2 separate regions of the Lactuca sativa genome follow, and region 1 is linked to region 2. A link is a contact called in public Hi-C data. All regions are on one chromosome and are shown on one strand. The core of a region is the stretch at or near the end of the contact, and the rest is flanking DNA. Distances in the headings are between cores, read along the strand shown.

What was found. Hi-C and Micro-C count contacts between places; a contact is called where the count stands out from the background.
Region 1: a Hi-C map of leaf shows a contact between it and region 2, with 6 times the contacts expected there. The contact joins the promoter of LOC111908201 here to the promoter of LOC111908203 in region 2. A contact is called at or near these places in 2 of 4 Hi-C or Micro-C datasets (both in leaf).

Annotation. Positions count from the first base shown.
Region 1 is chr7:8,546,584-8,551,427 of Lsat_Salinas_v11, reverse strand. It overlaps LOC111908201 (receptor-like serine/threonine-protein kinase At2g45590), which reads left to right and starts at 1,506. Exons shown (of 1, transcript XM_023904037.3): 1 at 1,506-3,882. The coding sequence starts at 1,656. The coding sequence ends at 3,698.
Region 2 is chr7:8,405,580-8,410,023 of Lsat_Salinas_v11, reverse strand. LOC111908203 (probable carboxylesterase 8) reads left to right here and starts at 1,781. Exons shown (of 1, transcript XM_023904039.3): 1 at 1,781-2,983. The coding sequence starts at 1,841. The coding sequence ends at 2,839.

The DNA of each region.
Region 1 (4,844 bases), core at 257-2,756, 140 kb before region 2:
GGTTAGACTTACAACGAGGTTAACATACATTCCAGTAGTTTTATATAAAGCTAAAACTTACTAATACTATTTTCATTACAACTTTACTTGCATTTTTAGTCTCTCGTATTAAAGGCCCACAATTCAATTTTTATAGAAAATATTGGATTTTCTGGAAGTATATACCATCTTTTTACACGAAACCGTTACAAATTCTTCCGCATACAAAAACGCTTATGAACTCACCAACTTAATTGTTGACACTTTTCAAAATCATTTGTAAACATGTAACCACAAGAGTTTTTGGTGGATGAGACGTCGTCACATCACGTTACTTATATTTTCTCATATGCATTCGAAATTATGTAAACAATATTTTGAGTACAATGTAAGCATATTATTTATCAATGTAATGGTTGTAATGCTTTGATCTCTATTATTCAATTGTTATGATACTGTACATGAAGTCATCCGCCCCAACCGTTTTCGCCGTTTTGGTTTGGAGTGTGACACTCACTAACAAGACTTCAAGCATTCGAAATAGTTGTAATTCAAGATTGTAAATACAATAGCTTCAAACACCATGATCACACAAAATGGACACGGTGGAAAGAATTCAAAATTGTAATCAAGTATAAGTTTCAACACATTATTCACATTAATTATAGTTTTTTAAACCATGAAAAGACTTGCATTTAAATCCCTGTCAGTTGTAATTCAACATTGTAAATACAGTAGTTTGAAACATCAAGATAGCAGGGTTTCAACACATTCACGTGAACATATTAAACAACATCAAAAACGAAATTAAAGAACGAGAAAATAGAAATATGGTTGCCTTTTGTTTATCACGTATTCTCAAAAGTTATCAAGCTATTCATAAGTTATAATTATGAACTGAATGTTTAGTTTACAAAGAACGTTAAAAATTAACCTGTAACCGATTGCAACAGGGAAGAGGCGAGAAGGCAACATCGAAGTTCAACGTTGTGTGATTGTTGATCGACGTTGTGTGATTGTTGATTGATGAAGACGCAAGGGATTACAATCGATGAAGCAGGCGATATAATTGTTCACGTGAATGTTAAATTGGAATTTAGAAACAAGGGCAAATCTGTCAATTTCAAATGTTTTTTTAGTTTTAATGAATTTAAAATGGTGAAAAAGATCATAAATCAATTAAAATTGTTTAAAACATAGATTTGGATATATATGATATTAAAAAACATCTAGAAGAGATATATGATGTTTTAAACTTTAGATCGGATAAATATAATATTGGCGTATTCCAAATTCTGACTAAAAAATACGTTATTATAAGATTCTTTAAAATTATACCGATTCAGTGAATAACTCTTTTAAATTATGTAAATCACATTATATGAAAATTAATATTTTTTCCTTAAGTAAAAGGCAATTGGCATGCAGGCTACGATACTCGCCTACGATACAGATTTAGTCAACTAACGACATACCTACATGTATTTATCTCTACTTAAATCTTATTAATCCTTCACCTGTCAGCCTCACTGATCTGTCACTTTAAAATTTCTCCTCTAACTCAACTAAAACTTTACTACTTCACCTCACCAGTCACCACCTGTGAAGAGGCGATATACCGGATAAGCTCTGTTCTAGAGAGAAAGAGAAAGAGATTTCTCAGTCTGATTACGAAAATGTCTACACTACCACCGACGTTACCGGATTTTCCGTCGGCTTTGCCACCGCCGGCACCACCTTATAACCACAGTCATCGCCATGGTTTAACTGTTTTGCATTCAGTGCTTGCTGGAGTGCTAGTGTTTGCAATCTTCATAGTTCTTGCAATTACATATAGGAAACTTTCACGGAAACGTACGGTTCCTGCGGATCTGAAATCTCCCCCGCCGCAGCCGCAGCCGCAACAGTTGCAGCAGTTTTCGTATAATGTTCTCCGTCGTGCTACGTCTTCATTCGCTGCAGCTAACCGGCTCGGACAAGGTGGATTTGGTTCGGTTTACAAAGGCGTGCTTCCGTCCGGTAAGGAGATCGCGGTGAAGCTTATGAACGGTTCCGGATCGTTGCAAGGAGAGAGAGAGTTTCACAACGAGCTTTCATTGTCCACACGGATCAGCAGCGCGTCTGGTGCGCATTCACGGCACGTTATATCGGTTTTGGGATTCTCCTCCGATCAGAACCGGCGGCGGCGGAGGAAAATGTTGATTGTTTATGAGTATATGCAGAACGGTAGCTTACAAGATGCGCTGTTGTATCGTAAGTGTCCTGAGCTCATGGATTGGAAAATTAGGTTTATGATTTTACTAGACGTAGCTAAAGGTGTCGATTTTCTTCACTTCTCATGCGATCCACCGATTGTTCATTGTGATATCAAACCTTCTAATGTGTTACTAGACTGTAATTTTAATGCGAAAATTGCTGATTTCGGTCTAGCGAGAGTTTTAGGTGTAGATGAGAATGAGATTATTGAAACTTTCTATGAATGCTGCGAAGAAGGGGATCAGGAAAACGAAACAGCCGATGATAACAACACCGATGTTGAGAAAAAGAGAGAGAATATTGGGGATTACAGAGAAGAAAACAGGTCAGCAGCAGAGGAAACTGAAAGTGTGGTAACAGGGGAGGTTGTAGTGAATGTGGATCCCGTATCACCGGAGAGTTGCCGTGTTACCATTGTGGATGCGGAGGCGTCACCTTCTGAGTATTTGGAAAGGGCAAGTGTGTCGGATCAGCTTAGTGTTGATAGCAGTAACCGGAGATTTTTGGGGAGAAAGAAGAGCGGTGGCGCTGGAGGTGGTTCAGGAAGGGATTGGTGGTGGAAACAGGAGAGTTGCGGCGGCGATTCAGGGAGAGTGAAAGATTATGTAATGGAATGGATTGGAAGCGAGATAAAGAAAGAAAGGCCCAAAAAGGATTGGCTCACAACTACAGATCCAATCTCGTCGGAGCTAGAAGCCAGTAGCGACAATGCACCGCAGAAAAAGCAGAAAAAGAAATCAGAAACAGATAATAAGAAGAATCGGAAGCCGAGAGAATGGTGGAAAGAGGAATTCTGCGATGAATTATCCAAGAAGAAAAAGAAGAGAAGAGGAAGCAACACCGGCGAGATGTGGTGGCAAAGGGATGAAGAATTTGTACCAAAGAAGAAAAAGAGTAAAACCAGTAGTAAAGGAAGCATCGATTGGTGGTTGGACGGGCTGAGCGGCGAATTCCGTCACCGGAGAAGAAACAGCCAAGAATGTCCGAGTGGTGAAATCCCTAAAAGTGGTGGTATCAGTAGCACTCCAAGCATGAGAGGAACTGTTTGCTATATCGCCCCGGAGAAATGCGACGGTGGTCAACTCTCCGAGAAGAGTGACGTGTACAGCTACGGCGTTTTACTCTTGGTTTTAGTCTCCGGTAGAAGACCCCTGCAAGTAACCGCGTCCCCCATGTCTGAGTTCGAAAGAGCTAATTTAATTTCATGGGCGAGACAGCTTGCTCGCAATGGAAAGCTTCTAGATCTTGTTGATCCTAATATTCATTCACTAGATCAAGAACAAGCACTCCTCTGTATCACAACCGCCTTACTATGTCTCCAGCGTTCGCCGGTAAAACGTCCGACGATGAGAGAGATTGTCGGAATGTTGTCAGGCGAGGCTGAGCCGCCTCATTTGCCGTTCGAGTTTTCTCCATCACCGCCTACAAATATTTCGTTCAAGTCCCGGAGAAAACCTAGGTGAGTTAACTCATCAGAAATCATTTTTATTTTTTTATTTTGTTAATTATTGACCAAAAAAGAAAAAGAAAAAAAAAAAGAGTATATAAGGTTGCTTCACTTGCAAAACTCATGTTTCCTTGAAAATCGCCTTTTCATTTCAACAACTTCTGAATTGAAAACGCCGTTTTAGCGATGTTATCATTTAATCAGTTTTGTCACTTTACAATAGAGACTTAATACCAAACATATAAAGATAAAGAAAAAAACTTAATTGATTGCAATTGAACTTTTAGGAGAGTTATGAGTTATGATGATGATGACACTAGTTGTTGAAATTGAGGGAATCCCAGGCATAAAGTTTAAGGACTGATATATGTCCAATGAATAACCTGAGTGACTTTTTTTTCTTTTTTACTTTTCTAAATAAGATATGCTCGTTTAATTGATTAGATTTTAAACTTTTTTGTACATTGGGAATTTATGGGGACCCATATGTGACATTTGCCTTTTCTTACTAGTTTGTTTTTTAGTTTAGAGTAGTAAAATACTGCATTCTGATCCATGGTAAAAACAATAAAAACTGTGCCACAATGTTTGTCTACACATAAATGGAGTATTTTTGTTTATTTATGAATAATCATTTAGTACTGAAGACTGACTTATCGACTTAACATATCACATGTTTCTCGTCTTATCAAAAAGCGTACGAAAAGTTCATATTAATAATAAAGAAAAAAAAAAGAATATTTATCTTCTCAATCTCAATGCATTTATTAAAACAATAAAACGATAACGTGATTAGGTAATTTAACGCCAAGATTAAAACTAAGTTGGTCAGAAACCAATATTTTGGGCTTCTCAGCAATGATTTAAGTATTTGAAATGAGACTTGACATTTGGTCAATTTATTATTGAATGAGCAAGTTGGTGTGATTTGTTGTGTTGGGAATAAAAAAACTTTGGGGTTTTCAAAATTTTATTTAAACAAAATGAGCATGTTATAACCAAAGTAAACGATCAACAAAATTAATTAAGCAAAAAAACATAAGCAAATGAAATATATATTTAACTGTAATACAATTACAAATCAATAACCAACTTGTTTTATATGATGAATCAAAATTTGACAGGCGCCAAATTACCGAAAATTAGGATTGTTGCAATTAAG
Region 2 (4,444 bases), core at 532-3,031:
AGTGGATGCGAAAACTTTGCCCTATTTATCATAGATTGAATTATTTTGTTTTCAATTTTCTTACTCAAACTTGTTTTTTTAGTTTGAAGATAAATATATTAAATGTGCTCAAAGTTGCCTAAACTTAATTAAAATACATAAGTAGTATATTAATCGAATAAACTGAATTATTCTATTGAATAATTTCAACGATTAATAACATCTTTAGTGGGTGGCTGTCATCTCTTCCAAGTGCCAACAATATTATGTATTATAGTGGATGCGAAAACTTTGCCCTATTTATCATAGATTGAATTATTTTGTTTTCAATTTTCTTACTCAAACTAATTTTTTTAGTTTGAAGATAAATATATTAAATGTGCTCAAAGTTGCCTAAACTTTATTAAAATACATAAGTTGTTTATTAATCGAATAACCTAAATTGTTCAATTGAACAATTTGGATCAGACTATTCGATTCGAATATTTAGATTTTTAGATTTGTTTAAGCAAACCCGGTTTATTATTTTGGATTAGTTTTGGTTTATAAAATAAAAACCAAACAATCCAAAAAATCAAATAACAATATGTTTGTTATTTACTTATATTATTTTATTTTAAGATATATTTTTAATCATTTATACATTTACTAAATTATTTATTTTATAGATTAGACAATTTCATCCAATATAATAATATACTTCCACTAAAAGACAATTATCTATGAAATATTAAATTTGAATATATCTTTCTTAATAGTTGTTTATAAATTCTAATTTACAAATAAATAATTTGTATTGGTTTCTTTTGGAAACCGAATTGCAAAAATTGATCCAGCCGAGTAGTAATGTGGTTGGATTAGATCAGATTTAAATTTAGTTTGTATTATTCGCATCTATATTTTGAAAACCAAAATTCAGTTGATCAGACTGGATCGCAACAATTAGTCCAAACGTGTTGTAAAAATCGACATAGACGGTGCCTAAAAGCTAGGCAGCCTCCTACTGTCTACAATTAATGCTAATCGATCGAGTTAGGCGGAGTTGGTCATGGACGGTTGTAGGCAGTTCTAGGTGGCCCTATGGGGTCATGGGTGGTTCTAGGCAGTCTAGACAATCTAAGCCAGTAAAAAAGTTAGACAGTCAAAATTTTCAAAAAAAAATCAATTAGTCAAATTTATGATATTTTGTGACTAAATTATGATGATTGATGACTAAAAATGCTAAAAAGATCCCCCAATTAATTTAAAAATTATTATATTACGATAATTTAAATATTTAGACGACTGGATTTGTCAAAGTTTCATGGTTATTTACTTATTTTGTTAGGATATATGTAATATTTAATTTTTAAAAAGAAATTCTATTACAATTAAGGGTCTCCGCCTAGACGCCTATTAATCATCTCCTAGACCGATTAGTCCTTTAACCTTAGTCGACCATCCGACTACCGACTAACGATTTTTACAACCTTAATCTAAATCAACATCCCTAAAAATACATAAAACTTTTGAAATCGATTATTCAAAATTACGGTGTATTAAAATATCATGTTTTGATATTATTTTTATAATGTTTAATATATTAATTGTTATAAATTTGTACAAAAATAAAATAAAAATTCGTTTTGTACGTAAAGCTTGTAAATACCCTTTTTAACTGGTACTAAAAGGTATTCATTTAATCATTTCAAACCATCGTGGCCACAACTCGCCTAGTATTGCAACATGATGCCTTGTCTACATCGTACATTAAATATTTTATGGGCAACTACTCAACCTTCGTTAATAAAAACACACTTTCACACTAACTAGGAGTGCGTATATATATATTGACAACATATCTTTCTTTTATCCACAAACAATGGCTGATCCAAAATCCATTTCTGATCCTTACGAGCACCTTAAACTCAAACTAAACCCGGATGGGTCATTAACCAGACTTGCCCCGGTTCCAACCTTACCCGCAACACCCGAACTCACATCCGATAACCAACTCGCTCTCTCCAAAGACATACCACTAAACACCACCAACGCCACCTTCATCCGCCTCTTCCGCCCCGTGTCACCACCAACAAACACCACCAAGAACCTCCCAATCATTATCTACTTCCACGGTGGCGGCTTTATCCTCTTTAGCGCCACCTCTTTGCCCTTCCACAATTCATGTGCTGCCATGTCCGCTCACTCTCAGGCGATCGTGATCTCCGTTGAGTACCGTCTCGCCCCAGAACACCGTCTCCCGGCGGCATATGACGATGCCGTGGACGCGGTGTTGTGGGTTCGTGACCAGGCTTTAAGAATCAACAGTTCTGATGAATGGTTGACAAACCACGCTGACTTTTCTAAAGTTTACTTGATGGGAAGTAGTGCAGGAGGAAACATAGTGTACAATGCGGGTTTACGTGCACTTGATCTTGATCTCGATCCGATAAAGATCATAGGGCTCATAATGAACGAACCCTTTTTTGGTGGGGTCGATCGTACCGAATCAGAACTTCGACTAGTAAATGACCCTATTGTCCCTTTGGTGGTGAATGACCTCATGTGGTGTCTCTCACTCCCAAAAGGAAGCGAGAGAGATCATCAATATTGTAATCTATCACATGATCAAAATGGATATCGAAATGAAAAGATTGTACGTCTACCAAAATGCCTAGTCAAAGGTTATAGTGGGGACCCACTAGTTGATAGACAAAAGGAGTTTGCTAATATGTTGGAGGCACGTGGGGTGCACGTGATAAAGAAATTTGATGAAGGGTTTCATGGTGTAGAGTTCTTTGATCCCCAAAAGGCACAAGTCTTGTATGATGATATCAAGAGTTTTATTTGGGCTCTTGATGATAAAGAGTCAGCTTTATGATCCGTTGGAAACATTGGAAAGATGAGGGTGTTATTTTGTAATGCTTTTGTTTTCACTGTAGTTTTTTGTTATTATTATATGAAACAAAATGTATTACTATATTATAACATATGCACTTAGTACTTGCTATCGATAGTTATGTAATAGGTGTTTTATCATCTTTTATTATTTCTTAATAAAAAAAGATGAACTGAAACATATATAATATACAGTATTAATCAGATTGAAAAGGAGTTGGGGTGATTTTGTTACAAGTATATTCAAGTTTTTTTAATGGCGTCATGGCCTCAATTCTTGTGGCGTACCCAAGGTTTCCAGCCCAAAAATCCCAACTTTCTAGCTTCTGTCAAAAATCAAAGAACTAAGACAACATTTTAAGATTGGAATTTTTAGTTTGCAAAAAGTGATATGATACGACAATCAAAATAACCATACGTTTGGTCCCTATGGTTTCTATACCTTACTCGTTTTATAGAGCAATTAATACCAAAGCAACAAGGAATTAATTAAAACAACGCCGAGATCAAGAATATATTGATACTTAACCTGATTCAGGTGAGTATAATTTCAAAATCCTGAAAAATTGAATGAAATCAAAGATAATAATAGTGTTTTGTAAAATGGGTAACCGATATATATTGGGGATACAATACGAGGACGACTCTACGAAGAAACTTAGAGCATACCTGAGATCTGGAACCCTAAACTAGGAATGAGCAAAAATCATGTTGCTGGTACCGAAACTCTACCGGTACGGTATACATACATGTGGGTCGGCGTCGGTTCCTGCGAATCAAGCAAAACGGTTCCCGAGACTTTGGATACTCGGTGCTTCGGGTTAAGGAATTCATTGAAATTGAACCAGAATTTGTGCATATTTTTCTTTTCAACTTTAATCACTCATAACTCTCTCGTATCAACTTGAATTGGGTTGATTCTTCTTCTTGCATATTCTTCTTTGACTTGGCTGCATGTTAGACTCAAAGAATCAATTGAATTAGATAAGTATACCCCGAGTTACATAGTCTTAAACATAGGCATCTGAAAATATAAAATTTCCAGATTTTAGTTTTTTTTTTTTTTTTTACTAGACATGCGTAAAGTTTTCCTCGACTTTGAACTCAAATCGGGGAACTTCTTCTTCATGCATTTTTTTCTATGTATTATTTATATGTTAGGCTCACTAATCAACAAATATGGGTAAATATAGCCTCAGTTGCATGGTCCTCAACAAAGTTACTTGAAAGCTTAAATTTTCTAGATTTGTTTTTATTTTTTAATTAGAATTTATGCATAATGTTTTTTAGTTTTAAAAACTCATAACTCTTTCGTATAAACTCGAATTTAGCTGATTTTTCTTTTTCTATATTTACTTTGTTGTCTTAGCTGCGTGTTAGGCTCAAGGACCTCCAGTTTTGTTATACTTTAGCTCAAGTTTTATAGCCTAAAATATGTTTGTTGCACATAGAAAGTCAGTACTAAAATGGAATGGTATCGAAGTAGTGGTGCCATATAGTACACATCATTTTAGTACTCAGTACGCACAAAATCACACTTTCGTTTTCGGTACTTTCGCTATCAGTACCGATTCGATGCGGATCCAAG